Linked DNA regions of Sus scrofa: region 1 is linked to region 2. Evidence: chromatin contacts called from public Hi-C data. All regions are on one chromosome and are shown on one strand. The core of a region is the stretch at or near the end of the contact, and the rest is flanking DNA. Distances in the headings are between cores, read along the strand shown. Region 1 overlaps ATXN7 (ataxin-7). Region 2 holds the start of ATXN7 (ataxin-7).

The links. A called contact is a pair of places that touch in the nucleus more often than the background predicts.
Region 1: a contact with region 2 is called in a Hi-C map of skeletal muscle, with 2.2 times the contacts expected there. The contact joins the enhancer-like site here to the promoter of ATXN7 in region 2. A contact is called at or near these places in 1 of 5 promoter capture datasets (liver), 6 of 47 Hi-C or Micro-C datasets (alveolar macrophages, blood, heart right ventricle and 2 more) and 1 of 2 datasets of contacts at active chromatin or transcription factors (alveolar macrophages).

Annotation. Positions count from the first base shown.
Region 1 is chr13:45,462,569-45,466,129 of Sscrofa11.1, reverse strand. The region is part of intron 5 of ATXN7 (ataxin-7); the gene reads right to left. Among named protein-coding and RNA genes, the nearest start is that of PSMD6, 65 kb to the left of the region's middle. Within about 2 kb of position 1,804, at least 56 of the 83 cell types and tissues checked have an H3K27ac peak or open chromatin away from gene starts, as enhancers often do. A contact at or near this core is called in alveolar macrophages, liver and skeletal muscle, where this site is marked.
Region 2 is chr13:45,354,980-45,359,088 of Sscrofa11.1, reverse strand. It overlaps ATXN7 (ataxin-7), which reads right to left and starts at 2,739. Exons shown (of 14, transcript XR_002337616.1): 1 at 2,718-2,739. THOC7 (THO complex subunit 7 homolog) reads left to right here and starts at 2,856. Exons shown (of 8, transcript XM_003132293.5): 1 at 2,856-3,070. The coding sequence starts at 3,052.

The sequences.
Region 1 (3,561 bases), core at 555-3,054, 110 kb before region 2:
GGTCCCAGTCTTTTCCCTAATGAAAGATACAAGGCGATCATAAAAATGCCAAAAGAGAATTAAGAAAAAACAAGCTATGCCTTTCCACTCCAATTCAATTTTTTTTTTTTTTTTTTACACACAGGCACACAAGGGTAGGGGAGAGAGAATTAAGGGAACCCGACAGAACTCAATAGAGGAGTTCTCTTTGTTTTTGTTTTGCTCATTTGCTTTTTAAAATGAGTATCTCTGTGTAGGAATCCTCTCCAGGAGCACTGTCCTTGGAGGCCTAAAACCACACAGCAAGTCCAAGGTGCAACGGAATGACAGCACCATCTGCTGCAGAGTACTGCGTTGAGTCTATAATCAGTCACCCCACACTGCTATTTCCCATTAGTTTTGTGGTCTTTATATTTCACTTTATTGGGGAGGGAGGGGGTGACAAGATCTTGAACCTGGGAATAACAAAAACCTCAAACTCCCAACACAGGCTTAAAAAAGCCTCCTCATTAAGTGCTCCGTTAATAAGGAATGGTTGATTCATGACTAAACAATGCCAATGTTTTCAATGAGTTTGCAGCACGTGTTTATTCTTTCTGAAGACAGAAAACAGCATCTGCCCCGCCTACAGGCTGGGGCTGTCCACTAATCAACACCAAACTCGATATTCAAAAATGAAACCAGAATCAGCAACACTAAAACTGTCTGACAAGAAATAAGAGTTTCGAGAAAAATCAATTTCAGGGAATTAACAGCAATCTGAACCAAGGTTTATAAATCTGTATTTAAAGTCCTACAAACCGGTAGCTAAATTTCAACCTCGATTAACACCATCGGTCAAGCACCGCATTATTGCAGAAGGCATGAAATGTGAATCCAGTGAAAACTAAAAAACTCAACTGTCACCGCACTTCCTGCCTGCAGCCAAGGCAGGAGAGAGTTAAGGTAACTTTGAGAACAGCCACTCAACCCGCCCAGGAAGAATCCGCTTAGCCGTACTGGCTACCTTAATAACACAACTGAAAAAAATAGTCTTTGGCAGTCAGTCAGTAATTAAATTTTTATACACTCAATTTAAGTTACTGAATGACTTCCCAGGGTTACTGTTTGTATTTTGAAGTTTTTCTTCCCCTTGACCCAGGGCTCTGCTTGCAACTTTGCTGTGGATTTGAAGTATCTGACAAAACAGTTTTCAAATACATTCTACAGGAAACACTGTGAACTGCCCGTCATGAAACCTCGCTTACCACAAGTGAGATAAAAAACGAACAGTTCAAGCGTGCTACAACGTCCCTCCATTTTTAGACAGCTACGTAACCAATGCTCTCCCTGTTTTGAGATACGGGGAACTGTTGGGTGCAAACCTCAGCATTCTGTTGGAGTTAATAGCAAACTCCACTCCTGCCTGCATTTGACCTTTGGCCAGATCACTCAAATGACATTTCAGAATGGCTCCTGTGGACGGCTGGCAGCAGCTAATCCCTCTTGCTGCGATTACCCCTCTGATCCTAGCTCTGCAGAGCACACTCTCCTCACCACTTCAGCAGCAAGCTGGCCTGGCCTGCTGGCGGGGCAGGACGGGCGCCAGAAGGCAAGAGGCCTGCGCAAACTCTTCCCACCACTGTGGGTCTGGGTCACGTTCGCAAAGACCTAACCCACCTTCTGCAAGCTCCTCCAGAACTGGGCCCTGAGCCAAGCCCAGCCTCGGAAAACTGCCTCGGAAAACTTACCCAGTGAAGCTCTCAGCCCTTGTGCGGAGGAAGGGCTGTTCTGGAGAGGCTTCTTGTTACCTTCCATTCACATAATTTGGTTGTGCTTCATTGCACACTTGCTACTGCAGGCTTGCATCATGATTTGGGTCTGCCCACCAACTCCAAATATGCTCCATGTTTGGTCTTATGTAACATTTGCTACTACTGTAAAAAGCACTTGAAATACAAAGGTCCTGGCAGATCAACAGAAAACAAGGGGTGGAGTCTAATTTCATCTAATATGGTCATACAAGGCGTCCTGGCTGGTGTAAATTAATCCTTCTCTTTGAAAGGCAGCTGGCCAAAACTGAGGAAGATGGAATTTACAAGTTTAACCTGCTAAAATGTGAATTACACTCTGATTTATCTAAGTAACTTTAAACTGACACCTACTACCAGGTATGTTAGAAAATTTACACAATTCATTATACATCTACATTTTAAGCCTTGACGGACCTACAAGTTTTAATGTTACACATTTTTACAAATATCAGCAGTCTTTCTCCACATTCTATTTCCCTACTATCTATACTTTAAAAAATAGAAGTTTGGTATGCCTAAGCATAATTTTCCTTCTTAAATCTACTAAGAAAAATCTTAACCCATTTTTTGTGCATATGTGTAAAATATATCTGCTTCCAGAAAAATATACACCTTATTATCCAGAGTTCAATCACTGGATGACTGCCTATAGCTGGGGGCCTTTTACACTTTTAATCCAAAAACTTCTCTAAGTGGCTCTTTGTAAACAGTGTCTTCCCTGGTTTAGCTGTTTGCTTATCTCAGCGCTATGACACTCCCCACACCACTACTCCCCTGTTGTAATCGCCAAATCTTACTGTCAAATAGACATGGAAAAAAAGCAGCCAACTGATCTGAGTTTTATGATTATAAAGGCTGCACACATAAATAGACTCAGATGCCTGATAGTTCAGAATGAACACTTTTAAATGTCAAAAGGAGGGGGGAAATTCCTCTGCAGAATACCATCACCCAACACAGAATATTTGGCAAAAAGTCATGAATTACATGTGTGGAAAAGATTTGGCCTGGAAGGGGTGGGAAAGAGTTGTGAGGCATAGGAAATGGCTTCTAGTAGACTAGATACAAATTCTAAATTTACTGTACAACGAAAGACTAGTAGCCACACTGTTTTATTTTCACAGCAAGCATTCATACCCTAACCATTGCTGTGATATTTCCATCCCGATGGTTTTCTGAAAACTGCCCCACTCCCAATATTTCCCATTCAAACAGTGTAAAACTGTGGTGGTCCTTAACTATCAGAAGAACACAAGGAAAGAGCCATGAGCGAGGCTTAGAAGCACAGGATGAGCAAATCTTTCCAGAGATAATTAGCAAAAATAAGACATTTACCAAAGTGTTGGTTTCTTAAGCTAGCAGGAAAAAATTTCTATTGTTGTACTACCTGACTGCAACAAGTCTTAGCACTGTTCACTGCACCCACCCACCCACCCTGTCGCTCCCAAGGGGCAGCTAAGGAGTCCGGCACAAATGAACTGGGATAAGAGGACCTTTTTCAGACTAAGCCTCAGTTTTGCATTGCTGCACTCCTCAGACTGGACCCCAGACTCCTTGCTGGCCTCCCAGCACAAATGCTTGCCTTTTTAATGTTCCCTTTTGTAAATGGTGATGGTGCTAGTGGGGGAAACAATCCTCAGGAGAACCAGCCAACCCATGACAATTTGGGGAACAAGGTCTTTTTCTAATCCTGAGGAATTTCAGGGTGAATTTCAGCAAATGTTTTAAAATGCTACAAACACATGGCTATGTCTAATTTCATATATAAACCAGAAAGAAACAATCCAAA
Region 2 (4,109 bases), core at 1,490-3,989:
CCTGCACTAAAAACATATTACAGAAATGCCTATTTTACAGGACCAGGACAAATAGCTAGCTCTCTTAGCATCCTTTATAGCATCAGAGTCTAATATTAAATAAATATTCAAAGAAATTTCCTTAACTAGACTCTCATATTCTCAAAGAAACTAGGAATCTAATGACTTGAGTAAATCACCAAATCTTAAGTCATACATATTCAAAGCCCAAATCAGTTTTGCCTTTTTTTTTTTAGGGCTGCACCCACAGCACATGCAGGTTCTCAGGCTACGGCTCAAATCAGTGCTGCAGCTGCCAGCCATAGCCACAGCCACAGCCACAGCCACAGCCACGCCAGATCCGAGCCGAGTCTGCAACCTACACCACTGCTCACAGCAATGCCGGATCCTTAACCCATTGAGAGAGGCCAGGGATCAAACTCACAAACTCATGGTTCCTAGTTGGATGGTTTCCAGTGTACCACAACAGGATCCCCCAAATCAGTTTTGTTACAGTTTAAAACCTGCCACTTTTTCTACCCTCAGAGTTTTCTCTAGGAAAGGAAGAAATGTCAGTATGGCATAGAGCTTGAGTCTATCCTACTTTAACATTCATGAACATGTTAATATATAATAAATCATATGAAAAGACCTCTTGCAAGATTAAAAGATGTTCTCTAATTACACGAGACAAGTCAATTAAAAGAATTCTTTAATGTTCAACACAAAGATCTGTGTCAATGCAATTGCAAGTTAACATGACTGACAACGTAGACTATTAAAAGTTCAGAAAAGCTCAAATTTTGCTGTGTTTCCCATTACTTGAGTCAAGAACTTTCAGGAATGTGTTTTTTGTGGTATATCTCAAACTTTCAGATCTTTACAATCTCTTTCAGTCTTATTACTTAGGAATATTTCAGGCATTGTCCAACAAAATACCAAGTGACTTTAGAAAAGCATTCAGGCAGGACTCCCATCTATGACTGATGGATAGACTGTCTCATGAAAACTTAAAGGGGGAAGTGATACTTTCCCATAAACATCACAGATTACTTTAATGAAGTTACTAGATACTGTTTTCAAATCAGTATTATGGTGATAAGGCTAAGTAACAAGTAAGTCAAAAAGTTAAGTACATCATTTTACCATTTGACAATTCCTTGTTTTTGTTGTTGTTGTTGTGGGTTTTTTTGTTTTTTGGGTTTGTTTTTTTTTTTTGGCAGCGCCCCCAACATGTAGAGGTTCCAGGGCCAAGGATTAAATCTGCACTGCAGTGACAATGACAGATCCTTAACCCACTGCACCACAAGGGGACTCCTGACAATTACCTTTTAAACAAGGATCCCTGCCAAAATGGCAGGTGGAATAGATAGCAACTGACACTTTCAATTTACAGTATGCAGTACTTAAGATTTAAAGTAATTCTTCTTTTGGTTAGAGGGTCTTCTATCCCTGTAAGCCAAGAAAATGAACAGACTGAAACCCATGCATGGCCAACATTGAGGCCAATATTATTTCAAAGCCAGGACGTTTCTCACTGTGAGGAGGGCAACACCTCAAAATATTCACTCAAGTTGGTTTTGTTTTCGCCTTTGTGCTAAAAGTCAAAGGTGCTCTTTAAAGCACAACTGAAGAGCATTACTAAAGTTTCAACTTCATATATATAAATAAAATTTTATGCACACTGATTTCTAGCTAGTGGTGATACACCCTTCACTGTCACACATTTGCATGCCTAACTCTTCCTCTCTGAACAACTGAGAGATAACTGGGAGACTGAACCCAATTTGATTAAGGAACCAACCAAATCCATCTTCCATAATTGCTTCCTCCCAGATATGAAGAGGCAGGGAATTCGTGGGACAGAAAAATGGGACTATAACTCAATAAAACATCAAAGCTAAGTTCAAAACTCAGACCTGCTTCTTGAGCCTCATTGAAGCTATCCCACAGGTGATCAAATCAGTCCGTACTCAAATCAGGTGCTCGTCTCCTCTCGCCTCTCACCACCGAAATATTGCCGTTTACGAGAAACTCATCCAAGTTGAATCAAAGCGACTTTGGGGACGAGATGCCAATATCATGGGCAGTGTGCTCCGGAAATGTGTTAACTCTACACACAAGGCAACGTTTCTCATTGAGCACCTCCCTCCCCCTTCACTTTCGACTTCCCCTTAAGATGGGGACCGTCACAGGGTCGGTTTTGGAAAAGCAGAGAGAAAAATAAATGAAAGCACCCCATCCCGATCACCGACCGGGGTTCCTGCGCACGGGAAAGACGGCAGGCACCCGACTCCCAGTGGCTACGCGAACTCCACCCGGAGATCGCTAAGTTCCTCGGTCCCCCTTTCCTAGCACTCGTGTGTGTCCCAAGGGGAAGGGGGCGGCCGCCGGGGCCGGAACCGCGCCACCTGGAACCCGGGGCCTTTTTCGCTTGCCGGCCGCGCCCCGCGCAAGTGCCCGCGTGCGAGACCCGACCGGGCGCGCGTGGGCTACAACTTCGCGGGGACCCTCACGCTGCGCCCCCTGCGTGCCCCGGGTCCCCAGACTCCCGGGCTCAGTCGCGACCCGGCGCCCTCGCCGCCCGCCCCGCCCCCCAGGGGAGCCAGCCCACCCCCGGCGGCGGTGGCGGCGGCGGGAATGGGGTGGCGGGGGCCGCGGTCGCCATCCCCGGGGAGGCGCGGGGGGCTCGGACCCAGCGCAGCCCCGCTACCCCGGCGACGCGCGGGCGAACTCACCTGGCGGCTGGCGGCGGCCTTCGGGGCGGCCTCTGGGCGTGGGCCGGGCGGGGGCGGCGGGGGGGGTGACGGGGGCCGGGGCTGCACAGGGGCCGCCGCCGCCCGCCTGTCCTCGCCCCCCACGCGCCGGCCGCGGCCGCCCCGGGGAATTGCGGGGAGCGCGGGGAGCGCGGGTCCCGCGGCGGCGGCGCGGCACGGCTCAGGCGGCGGAGCGGGCGGCCGCGGGCGCCGCCGCCTCCTCCTCCATGGCTGTTTACCCGGCTGCATTGTGGGAGTTTGACCTCCGCCGCCGCCAACCGCCGCCTCAGCTTGCGCCGCCGCCGCCGCGCACGCCATGGGAGCCGTGACTGACGGTGAGGCCCGCTCGCCATCGCCCCGGCCCGCTCCCCCGAGCCGCGCGGCCTCCCCGGCCCCCAGCCGCCGCCTCCCCCAAGACCCTTGGCCTTCCCCGCGGCTTCCGGGAGCCCCTCGCCTCTGCGATCAGCCCCCTCGGAGACCCAAGGTTTCCCAACCGCTTCCCCCCGAGCTCTTAGGCCTCTCCCGGAGCCCTCCCCATCCCCCTCGGGCTCCCCGGGGCCTCGCCGGACGTGGGGAGGGTGCACTGGGAGGGTCATCGGTGGGCCGGGAGCCCACGTGGGGGCCCGGGGAGGCTGGCAGCGGTGCGCCGGCGGGTGGTAGCCGGAAGGGGTCCAGTCTGTCGGAGGATGTGGTGAGGGAGCCCTTGGTGCGGTGATAGGGTCCAAGAGCCGGCGAAGGGGTGTAAGGGTAGAGGCCCTGCAGCTGGGGGTCCGGATCTATAGAGGGCTGGTAGATAGTGGGAACTCCAGGGATGGGGCGGGGGTTTCTGAGCAATCCAGAAAGAAGGGAGAAGTCCCAGGACGAGAGTACCAGAGTTGTCAATGTACAGAGGATGACACCTGGAGGAGTCCTCTGGACAGACTGAACGTTCCCCAGACAATGACACTGGGGCCTGAGAACTGGCCCTGGACTGCGAGTAGGCAGAGGGATCTGGGGACAAATTCTGAAAAGAATAGATGCGAACGGGGTGTCTGAAGGACCATCAAGGACTGTGCCAGGGGGATTAAGTGGAGCCAGTATAAGGCAGGAGACCTAGGATATATCAGGGCAACAAAAGATTCCTTTACGTGTGTCTGTGTGTAGGGGAGGGTGGTTTGTCAGCTGGAATAGAGTGGGGGAGGGGCGGGAGCTGCGTTTCTGTAAAGTTGTGAGGACAGTTGAGGAAGGTGGACCCATGTGAGGAGAGGCCCACGGGGTGGTCTCCAGACTGAGAGCAGAAATAAAGTGACACTTTGGGGAAGGTGGACAAGCATGGTGAGCAACTGGAGGGAGAACCTAAGAAGTTATCCAGTTAGGAAGTGAGGAAGTCCTTTG